2 separate regions of the Mus musculus genome follow, and region 2 is linked to region 1. The links are chromatin contacts, called in public HiChIP or PLAC-seq maps. All regions are on one chromosome and are shown on one strand. Each heading gives the region's core, a stretch centred on a gene start, on an enhancer-like site or on the middle of the called end of the contact. The rest is flanking DNA. Distances are from core to core; before and after follow the strand shown.

Region 1 (5,831 bases), core at 448-2,947:
TTCAGGGAATCTAATGCTCTCCTCTGGCCTCTAAAGGCCTACACAGTTGTGACAGATACACACATGTGCACAAACTTTAAAAGTTAACTTTTTAAATGAGAAGATGGGGAGAAAGAAGCCATCTTAAACAGTGGGAAAATATATCTTCTCCCGTAAGTGGAACTACAAGGTAGCAATTTCTAGAAAGTTTGACCGTATGATGGGGGCTCATGCTCTTCTCATCTCCTCCCTCTATCCTGGTCCTTGTCTTGTCTCTTAGTTAGGGTTACTGCTGCTGTGAACAGACACCATGACCTAGGCAACTCTATAAAGGACAATTAACTGGGGCTGCCTTACAGGTTCAGAGGTTCAGTCCATTATCATCACGGTGGGAAGCATGGAAGCTTACAGGCAGACATGGTGCTGAAGAAGCTGAGAGTTCTACATCTTGATCCAAAGGCAGCCTGGAGAAGACTGGCTTCCAGGCAGCTAGGAGGAGGGCCTCAAAGCCCACCCCCAAGGTGTCATGCTTCCTCCAACAAGGCCATACCTCCTAATAGTGCAACTCTCTGGGCCTAGCATGTTTAAACCTGTCCAGATATGATGCCAATATCCAGATTTAGTAACATACAGCCTTCCTGCCCCTTATACCTCTCATATTCTTTTTTCTTTTTTAAAAGATACCCTAATGTAATACAAGACGGACTTACATTCCTGCTTCTCCTGCTCCATCTTCTGATTCGGACTAAGATTCTAGGTTTGGGCCATCACACTCAGCTGATGGCCACCTGTCTCTGCATCCAGGTGTCCGATCAAAGAAAGATTTCCCTGGAGCTGCCACTGGTGTTCCAGGTCACAAACTTGTCCCCAAATCAATCACCATTGAGTGGATTGGGAGCACTCTCTTTGGCACATAGCACTAGGATCCATTCTCAGACTGGAGACACTGCACTGGTACCAGGCAGGAGTCTTTCAGAGGCTGAATAATCACCATCCAAGGGTCCTGAAGATGAGTGTGATTCAGTGGTTTTCAATAGAAACTGACTCTCTGCATCCAGTGACTCGCTAAGCACCTCTAAAGGGCTGCCAGAGCATCATGAAGGTCAGGGGCTGGGAAGCTGGAAAGCAAAGGCAGATGTAAAAGAGAACTTGGAGCCTGTGAGGATGTGAGGATGGACAGGAGTCGAGTCAGTGCCTCCACTCCTCCAAAGCTGTCATGAGATCTGTATGCAAGACCTTGTGGACAGTGAAAGTGAACCCAGGCACAGTGAACGCACAAGGCTGGCCACTGCTCTCTAGCAGCCGTGGAAGCCTGCTGGCCAGGCTTGTCCTCCAAACCTCAGGCAGACTTCTCTCCTAGCTCTACTCTCCTGTCTGGCCGAACACCCAGGAAAGGAGACTCTGCAGAGCCACCTTCAGCTCAACCAAGAAGATGCATCACGATGCCACATAACTGTCCCTAAGCAGGCACAACAAGACTGTCTCTGTCCACTGGGCGGGAGGGGGGATTTTTTTTCCTTCATATTGAGATCCTGGTATTAGGAAGGATTTGTGTACTTAAGAAATATACAAAAGTGAGATGTAACCAGACTACATAAATAGAATTCGCCTTCCCGACTCCTTCTCTCCAAAGGAAAACTGGCCCTCTGGGTCTATCATGGGCCAGCCTCTGGCAGAGAACACGAAAGAAAAATAAACTCCACGGAGCGCTCAGCTCCCCTCTGAGTCACCAGCCCACTGTTTGTCCACACCCTCCCTGGAGTTCCCTCGTGCCATTTCCTGTTCTCATTCAGGGAGCCAACATAAGGCACCTACTATGTTCTAGGGAAAAGGACAGGTAAGACTGGCAGAGAATGAAATGTAGCTCCCCTCTAGAGGGACTGACCTCCATCCTTCCGAAATTCCCCTTCTTTCCAGAAACTTCTCAGATGTCGTCCCAGGCACTCTGGCATAGTCCCACAGCCTTGCTCATGTCTCCACGCGGCTGTTAGTGATTATCTACAGTATGTGTGTATATGACATGTCATTTTTGTTTTTTAATGAATGCTTTATTTGTGTTGGTCCCATCTTCCCCCTAGAGCACCAAAGACCTTTGAAGGTTGGGTTTCTGCTGTTTCTTTCTCTGTGCCTAATGACAACGTGCAGTGTGTAAGCCTGTGCTCCAAAGGGAGAGGACCATATGGGGGTTTCCAAAGACAACCAAGAGTCTTTCCACAGTCTTTCTTTCAGCGATGCAGAATGTGCTTTGCATACATTGCTTCCTTGCTCCTCGCCCTGCTGTGAGTGGTCCCTGATACGGCCATCACTATTGTCCCCTTTGTCCCATTCAATGGATGAATGAGTGTTTGAGAAGGTGGTGGCCACAGAACTCCAGCATGAGCCGGGGTGTCCACACCAAGCTCCATGTTTCCCCTGACCTGGGTGTGGTCAAATTGTGGAATAATTACTAGGGATTTAGTCTGTGCTGGGCTCTGAACCACTTCTGGCTTCACGATTCTGGCTTTGGAGGTTGCTACTCTCCTTACTTTTAGTAAGGAAATCAAGGTAACTGGTGGACAGGAGGCATGGGTGGTATGGTATGGTGTATATGCATGCGTATGTGAGGGTATGCGTGTCTGTGTAACATACAGACGTGTAACGCAGAGGTCAGAAGAGAGTGCAGGAACCACCCTCTATGGCTCTCCATCTTATTTGTTGAGACAGGGTGTCTGGCTGGCTGCAGAGCTCACAGCATCCCCCTGTCTCCACCCACTGCAGTTACAGGCAGGCACAGTCAAGCTCAGCCTTTGAGTGGGTGCTGGCGATTTGAACTCAGATTTTCCAGCTTTGACAGCAAGCACTCTGAGCCACTGAGCCATCTCCCAGACCCAAGAAAGCAAAACTGGAACTTAATCTAGCTTGCTCTAAGTCCTCAAATGTATCTTTTTTTTTTAGCTGTCATGTCAATTGTGGTATAAAAGGATGTGAATGAATGAACTTCCAGAATTCACTTTTCCACACCTCCCAGGCTGGCTCTACCGTTACACTGGGATTTAATTTCAGCTCCGTGGAAGGCGGCCAGCAGCAGGAGGAGGAGATAAGGGGGTGGGAGTGAGGGGGTGGGGGGAAATATGAGCAGAATACATGATATGCATGCATGAAGATGTCATAGTGAAAACCTTTATTTTAAACAATGCATACATATGTACATATATAAATATTAATATATAGGAGAATATTTCCATTGTATAAGTCTATGGCCCTGGAAAGGACACTAGGTCATTCTGAGTGTTTCTTCTTTCGGGCCATGGAGCTTAACTGAGCAGACAAAATTCCTATCTGGACTGTACCAGGCATGTTGTAAGGATTAAATAAAAGGGAAAACATGCACAAGCTTTCAACAAGCCCCACATGGAGTGAACACCCTGGAAATATTAACTTTCCCCCTCATAACAGCAGCCGTTTTTATTACTGCCCTGCTTCAGTCAGTCTGGCCCCAGCCTCTCTCGCAGGACCTTCTTCGCTAACATGTTGATGGAGCCGAAAAGGCCAGATTTCTGGGGAGCCTCGGATCCCCTCGGCTTATAACAGAACAGCCCCGGCAGCTGCCTTGTTGAGCCTGTGCGTGCAGCCAGGCTGTGAGGCCGAGGCCTTGCTGATGTCCTGTCCTAGCCAGCCTCCTTCGGCTGCCGCGCACATGTTCCATAAATGGGAATCATTAACCGGGAGGCTCATAAACACTCTCTCCCGACAAGGTTGTGCAGCGCGTGCCGACTGTGTGGCAATCTCTCAGGCAAGCCCCTGAGCCCAGATACAAGGCAGCCATCTGTGCATGTAAAAACCTGTGTGCCCTGAAAAGAAACTTCCAGGAGCCAGGGTCTACTTCCCTAGCTACCTGAACAAACTCTGTTTCTGTTCCCTCCATACAAACCTGGCTAGTTGGTTCATAATAATTAGCAGATAGGCTTTCCCTTCTCCCTGAGGGTGTTCGAAACTCACAATTTTCTTTGCATTTACAAAAACCTCAAGACAAAGAGGGAAGGTGGGGAGAGTGGTTGACAGTCTAGGTGAGACCAAAAGGAAGCCATTCTACTGTAAGCTCCTGCAAATACATTATGCAGAGAGCTTAAGACCCTGGTATTATCAAAAGAAACCAATATCGCTCATTCTCCATAGATGATGAAATAAGGGCCCTGAGATATAGAAAGACCCAAAACTTTCCTGCACTAGACTTATGCTAAATTGGGGGTGGGAGAGGCAGTAGGATCACAATGGGGTTGGATGTCTTAAGGGTACAGAAGGTAGCACTTCAGTTAATAGCCCTGGTGCAATCATGCAGACTGGAACTTTCCAAGAAGAGGGGATCAGATGTGTTCAGTGAATGATTCCTTGAGCAAAATTACATCAGCAGAAGACCTTGAGAGGAGGTAGTGTCATCTCTCTCAGCATCAGTTTCTCCATTCGCAAACTGGACGGATGAGAGAGCTATTGAGAGAAGCTGTCTTCACTGAAGCTGTATACAGAGACTTCGCATGAAGCCAGTCAGTTCTGAGCTAGAGGAGACCCAGGGCCAACCCCTGATGACACCATTGCCCTCTGCCAAGGGAACAGGAAGGATGGGGGCATTGGGAGATCAGAGGCATGGAAAGAGGAAGAGAAAAAGAGATGGGGTGAGGAGAAGGCGGAACAGAGAGAAGAGGCTGGGCTAGCTAGGAGGGGAAGAGGAGGCAGCAGCCTGCAGAGCAGGGGGATCCTGGGCTTCATAAGCAAGAGGAAAGGGCGCTTTGGCGGCAGCCCAGTTTCTGATGGGGGAAAAGGAGACAGTTGGTTCTCCGATGGCTGGCAGATGCCCTGGGCTCCAGCAGATTAAAGGTCCTTGCTCTCCTGTCATACACATAGCCTTTGTTAGATTATTGAGCACCATGGGGGCATGGCTGGACCAAGATCTGATGGCTATCCTCCCTGAGTGCTATGTTGTATGAAGAAGGCACACAGGACTTCAGAGAATTCCCAGGGCTGGAGGAGACACTCTGTTGTCCCTTTCCTGATATCCCTGCCCCCCTCCCCCATCTTCAGTCTCCTGGCCCATTTCAGGTCTTTGTCCCAACAGCACAACCTGCCTTTTCTTAGTTCCTGTTCCTGTTCTTGATGTTGTTTTGACTGTGGGTTTCATGTAGTCCTGACTGACCTTGAACTTGCTACATAGAGGTTGGTTTTGAATTCCTGATCCCTCTAGCTCCACATCCCAAGTGCTGGGATTACTGGCATGCACAACCATGCCCAATTTCTTCTTGAGCATTTTTGTTTGTTTGTTTGTTTTTTTTTGTTTGTTTGTTTGGTATGGATGAGAAAGAAAATGCGTAGGACACTCAAAAAGAAGACAGAGAAATGGGAATTAGGTGGGTGGGGCCACTTTTCCTGCTATGTCAGTGGTGGACCAAGAGGACCAGTAACAGATGCACTGCAGAGGCAGCCTTTCATGGACTGGGACCAATTGGTCACAGTAACAGAGATTAGATCAGTAACTGACAGGAAGGCCTGTTACTAGAGCACTGCCCACAGAGCTCTTACAGCGCCTCCCCTGGTTTGCTCTGGAAGTGACCCCAATGGTCTCCACTGGCTACCAGGAGCCCCACCCTCTATCCTTGCCTGCCTACCTTTTAGAAAGCCACCTTGTCTGTCAACAGCCCAAGGAAGAATGAGTGTATCTCTGCAGGAGTGGAGCTCCTCACTCATCCTCTTTCAGAACTCTGCATTTCTCTGGCTAGAGGAATACAGATGGTGCAGAGAAAGCCAGAGGACTAAAAGCCGCCTCTGACTTTTAGGCAGAACCCTTTGTAGGCAATTCTGACATTCATTATTGTCCCAGTCTC
Region 2 (6,062 bases), core at 1,868-4,367, 250 kb before region 1:
TTTAAGTAGAATATCAAGTCTTGAGATATTTTACATATCACAAAATTAAAGTCAGGATAATCAATGAATATTTTTAATAAATTTAAATTAAATTTAACTTACATTATAAATAAAGACAATCCAAATGACAGTCAAAACTGTCAGCTGTCATCAAGTCATTAAATGTAGGGAATTATAGATTTGTGTCACTTTTACACTGAACTCCTTGGATAAACCACAGAGCCTCACCCAGCTTTTACTTTCAGAATCTGAATACAGGAGCTAAGAGCCACCTGGTTCAGGGTGGCTAAAGGGGTCTAATGAGAAAACCAAAATGACATTTATTCTTACTGAGAAAAATGTTTTAGCTGCAAGGCATGGAAAGTGTACACAGTGCAGGCAGAGTATGGACCTCTTCCACTGAAGGCACAGAACCGAATGGAGCAGTGCACTCCTAGCAAGGGCATGGCAGAGCCAGTGCTGAAACAGGTGTCTACCTAGGTCAGGGAGTAGGGGACAGAGGACCATGCACAGGATCTCTCTCAGTATTGAACAGACTGCCAATAGCAAGGGTACTGGGGCATAACTACTGGAGATGAGTGACAGCTCAGAGAATAAGATGGGGGTGGAGATTATAAAATAAAAAACAGCAGCTGAGGATATGGCTTGGTGGCTAAAACTTTTACAAGAGGGCCAGATTCCCAGACCTCATCAAAATGCCAGGTGAGCATGGCGACCCGCCTGTAATTCCTTGCCTTGAAGGCAGAGCCAGGAGATCCCTGGAGCAAGACCAGGTATACAGGCATGGTGAAAGTGGAAGAGAGACTGAGGAAGATTCCGTAATACACATGAAAAAAAGGAAAAGCCAAAACAAGATAAAAACAAAAGTTGAGAGAAGTCCAACACCCTGTCAAAATTTGTACACAGGTCCCACCGTAATACACATGAAAAAAAGGAAAAACCAAAACAAGATAAAAACAAAAGTTGAGAGAAGTCCAACACCCTGTCAAAATTTGTACACAGGTCCCAGTCATGGAACTTGAACTGCAAGCACATTTTCTAAATTACATTCTACTAACAGTATGATCTCTGCCATGTCACTTAGTCATTATTTGTTTATATGTTTATCAGGTTATGTGTTTGCTTTTCTTATCTTCCCAGACACACAACAGAGGCTTCAAGTAAAAGAGCTCTGCCTCAGTTCTTGTACTTGATACCCAGGCTGGATTGAGGGCCCAGGCCCAGTGGGAGAGGATGCAGCTCATCTTAGAGAACTGATTGATGCTGCTAGGAAGGGAGGGAGGAATAGGACTCCAGGGGATGGGGGGTGTGGGGGAGACAACATTTGGAATGTTTAAAAAAAAAAAAAAAGACTGAAACTGTGAAATGAGGCTGTGCTGGTTAACTTTTCTAAGCAAGCATATTAATATAACCAACATAACCAAACACAGTTAAGTTACTTTCCTGAAATGATACAGAAGAGGCAGGAATTAAAGTTTAGCTATCTCAAGGACAAAGTTGTACCACTGGTAGTACAACGGCTAAGCCACATCTCAGCTATGAAACAAGGGTCTAAATCTTAACTCTGTTACTCTTGAATCTGAGGTTTCTCTCCTCCGTGAAGTTACTGGAAAAGAGAAAAAAAAAATAACAAACCTAAAAGCCAGTTAGCCCCAACTCCCAACAAGGAGGTCCTGTAAGCAAGCTATAGGTATCATTACTGTTGTCAATGTTAAGAGCCGTTCCAAGCTCTTAACTATATACACATGCTGCAGGAGAGAGTGAGCATGGGGTCCCATGAAAGCTTTGTAGGCATGTTGCTAAGACCTGGGGATGCACACTGCCTTAGGCTTCTGACTTAAGCCTCAATGCACTGTGAGCAAGAGGCTTTTGGGAAGAATTTGTCTGCATAGGCTGACTGACCAAACCAAAAACATGGGGAGGTTGAAATTTTTTTTCAGAGTCCAGTTACAATCTATTTGGGGCTATCATTAGTCTACTATATGATCATATCCCCACCAACACCTTTTGCCGGCTCCTGCTACTAGATTTAGAATTTATTAACTTAACAAAACCTCAATTTTCCACCAATCAAAAGACCACAAATGTCAGATGGCATACAAGGCAGCCTATCTCCTCTCCTGCTGTAACCTGCTTCCCTGATATAACTATGTATTTTCTAAATCTCTTGATTTACAACTTTCTTTGTTCTGTTACCATAAAAATTCCATGAAACTGCTTTGATGTCAGCATGTTGTATTTGGAGAAACCTCAATGAATGTTTCTGGACCATGGTCACTTATATTTTGCTATAGATTAAACCTGTCTTTCATTCCTTTGAGGTGACAGCTTTTCATTCAACTCAGTACAGCACATCTACCAAATCTATAAGCACATTGATAATGCTTGTCTTTCTTAATATGAGAATGAACGGATTAAAACATAAGAACAGCATCTTACTACAGAGACGGAGGCCAGGCAGGTGGCTCAGCAAGTAGAGGTGCTTGTGATGCAAACCTGACAACTGTGAAAGATAACCTAATTCCTGAAAGTTGTCCTCTGATCTCCAGACACAGCCACTGACGTGTGCCCCCACCACCAAGAGCGAGCGAGCGAGCGAGCGAGAGAGAGAGAGAGAGAGAGAGAGAGAGAGAGAGAGAGAGCTAGCTACTAAACACTTTTCAAACATAAACCTTGCTTAGGTCAACAAAAATACATGGTTCACGAGTCTCAGGCACAGGATTTTAAGAGCAGAGAGATGTCTCCATGAAAGAGACAGGCTCTGTGAAAAGTATTACTCCCAGTAACAGAAAGAAGATATTTTGAACAAGAGAATATATACTTATTCTATCAATTACACAAAATAAAATATTGATAAACCTCACAAGGAAAATCCTCTGCTACTCAACAAATTTTAGCAAGAACATTAGTTAGCAGCTCCAAGCTTGCAGTTATAGAGGGAGGAAAAATAACAAAACTATCTCTGAAAGAATGTGTAGGCTTCTACCCCTGGGGCCCATCCATGGACGGTGAGACGATTCCCTTTTTTCAAACTGTCTTCTGACTTCCACAAACACAGTGTAGCGTCACACACACATACAATTCTTAAAAAGCAAATCCAGTCCTGTTGAATAGTGTACTCTTTACACCACTTATTTGTGCTTTTGACTAAAAATTTAAGTCATGTATAAAGAATTCCTCAGGCAGGGCTGGAGAGATGACTCAGCAGTTAAGAGCACTGACTGCTCTTCAGAAGGTCCTGAGTTCAATTCCCAGCAACCACATGACTCACAAAGTAAATAAATAAATCCTTTTTGAAAAAAAAAAGATTTCCCCAGGCCTCATTAGAGACTCTCCCACCAATACTGCTTACTTTGGGAAATATAAGACAGAACAAGGCAGGGTAGGCTTTGAACATTCCTTAAAAGAAGACATGGCCCCCACATTATACTCCCCCTACAACACAGTGGACACAAACCTCTTAAAATATTTTTTTTCCCAAATAAGACATTGTTTTCCTAAAGCAGAAGCACTTCAGGAGAGAAGCAAAGCTTACCCGAATTCTCCTGAAGCAGATATGCTAGTCTCCCGGGCTATCTCTGATGTAAAAAGATTACTAAAATGTTAAGAGTTTTAATGAGATCTAGGTGGCCTACCATGTGGTGGCTTTAGCACCAGCACACTATACTACACTGCAACAACAGGATATTCTCAGTTCCCCAAAGCTGTTCTTCTGGGTCTCTGAAATCCCTTCTGCGTTTTCCCATTCGGGAAACAACAGTACTCATCTGTAGCCTGTCTGTCAGCAAGAGCAGCTATTTTCTAGAACATGTGTATGCAGAGTTCATTCTTTTTTTTGAACTTCTGAACAGAAGTCTTTGTTCAAATGGATGTTAGTCTATAGTTGTGCTTTCTGTGTTTTAGTAGCATATGAGCACTGCCATCCTTAGGTAACAGCGTTCTGTCCTCAGATTGAACTAGAACTAGATAGATCCTCTTTCCCAACATTTAGGAAGGTATCTAAAGGCTTCTTCCTTAAGCACTCTATAAGAACCCAGCACTGAATCCGGCTGAGTCTTAGCTCCTGCAATAGACACTTCTGGGTTAGTCTGGATTGGTTCTCTTCTCACGGATGATTATATGTGCAGCTTCTCTGTGTGGCCGATAGAGCCCTGCTGTTTCCAGCACCCCACAGTTCTTGCTCCTCTACTGACCTGTCTGGTTGATGGAGCTCAGAGGGTCTCACTGTCTTACTCCTCTGCTCTTGAACTTTTTTTTTTAAACTGAGTTTCTTGGAATTTCAGTCTTTGACTCTATTCTGTGACAGTTAGATGAAACCAAAGCACAATTTAGTCTGGGGATAATTCTACCAAGACAGACTTGATTGTGGGATTTTTATTCTGACTATTGAAAGCAGGCACAATTCATAGCCTTTAGATGTGGTTTGTTTCCAGTTTTCCCCCCTCAGTTGTGGGTAGCTTTCTTACGTGTGTGTGTGTGTGTGTGTGTGTGTGTGTGTGTGTGTGACACAAGAAGTCTGGCGAAGACTGTTCTGCAGATCTGCGCTGTTGTCCCACTCTTGAGGTCTTCAGGAAAGAGACACACACTCACTGAGTTCCACCCCCTTGTTAGCTCCTCAATAACAGTTCTGTGATACTTAAATAAGTATAAACACTGAGATGGACAAACAACTATCTCAATATGTTACCTCTTTTCCAAAGTCCTTGGGACCAGAAGTATTTCAGATTATAGAGGATTTTATTGCTTTTCTATTTTGGAATATTTTCATAGATATGAGTATTTGAGCATCATAAATCCATGTTCCAAAATCTGAAACGTTTTAAGCCATTATTTTGGAACTTAAAAAGGGGTTCTAGGGCATATCAGACTTCGGATTTTCAGATTATGAATGCTCACTGTATAAAGACTGATTTTAGGGTTTTAATATTTTGTATCATCATTTGATTAAGATGTCCCAAATTTGTCTTCAAACCATCTTCTGTGGCTTAATACAATTTATTAAAACTTTTAATACAATTTTCTTTTCTTTTTTTCTTCCCTCAATCCTTCCTTTCTTTCTTTGATGTCATTATGCAGCCTTGGATGGTCTGAGACTCACTTTGTAGTTCAGGTTGGCCTTGAACACACAGAGCTCTGTCTGCTTCTTCCTCCTGAGTATAGTATTAAATAAAGGTGTGCACTACCATGTGGCAACCCACAACTGTCTTCAAGAAATGTCTTAGTAGTGGTAATTACTTGGTAGTAGCCTAAGCAGCCATCAATATGAACCAAGAAGAATGTAAATACAACAGAACACCACAGAGCTATTACAGAGAACTCTGCAAGTCTAAGGCAATATAATAAATACATCGTGGGTTTAAAGAATGCAGGACAACAGTACAGATAGATCCCAGTCTTCTAAAGAAAAAGAAACACACTCACTCATTCTCTCTCTCTCTCTTCCTCCCTCCCTCCCTCCCTTGGAAAATGGATTTTTAAAAAAAGGTCAATGTCGAGGAATGAAACTGTAAAACCACTGGTTTCTTTATTTTATAATTTTTAAGTTAATTCTTTGAAATATATTAAGAATATAGACTGTAAAATTAGCTTTACCTAATGAGAACACTGTATATCACCATAAAAGTGAGTAAACCTTAGGTTTTCTTTTAAAATGATGGGGGATCAAAATTCCAACTCAATTCTTCAACGAATTAGAAGGAGCAATTTGCAAATTCATCTGGAATAACAAAAAACCTAGGATAGCAAAAACTCTTCTCAAGGATAAAAGAACTTCTGGTGGAATCACCATGCCTGACCTAAAGCTTTACTACAGAGCAATTGTGATAAAAACTGCATGGTACTGGTATAGAAACAGACAAGTAGACCAATGGAATAGAATTGAAGACCCAGAAATGAACCCACACACCTATGGTCACTTGATCTTCGACAAGGGAGCTAAAACCATCCAGTGGAAGAAAGACAGCATTTTCAACAAATGGTGCTGGCACAACTGGCGGTTATCGTATAGAAGAATGCAAATCGATCCATACTTATCTCCTTGTACTAAGGTCAAATCTAAGTGG

The links. HiChIP or PLAC-seq counts read pairs in DNA pulled down with a chosen protein or histone mark.
Region 2: a contact with region 1 is called in an H3K27ac HiChIP or PLAC-seq map of the NIH/3T3 cell line, with 5 times the contacts expected there. The contact joins two enhancer-like sites. A contact is called at or near these places in 2 of 115 datasets of contacts at active chromatin or transcription factors (CD8 T cells and the NIH/3T3 cell line) and 3 of 9 other capture datasets (adipose tissue, liver and pancreatic islet).

Annotation. Positions count from the first base shown.
Region 1 is chr5:53,377,582-53,383,412 of GRCm38.p6, reverse strand. No RefSeq gene overlaps it. Among named protein-coding and RNA genes, the nearest start is that of Gm40303, 110 kb to the right of the region's middle. Within about 2 kb of position 1,697, at least 89 of the 459 cell types and tissues checked have an H3K27ac peak or open chromatin away from gene starts, as enhancers often do. A contact at or near this core is called in the NIH/3T3 cell line, where this site is marked.
Region 2 is chr5:53,629,351-53,635,412 of GRCm38.p6, reverse strand. The region is part of intron 2 of Rbpj (recombination signal binding protein for immunoglobulin kappa J region); the gene reads right to left. Among named protein-coding and RNA genes, the nearest start is that of Rbpj, 42 kb to the right of the region's middle. Within about 2 kb of position 3,117, at least 23 of the 459 cell types and tissues checked have an H3K27ac peak or open chromatin away from gene starts, as enhancers often do. A contact at or near this core is called in the NIH/3T3 cell line, where this site is marked.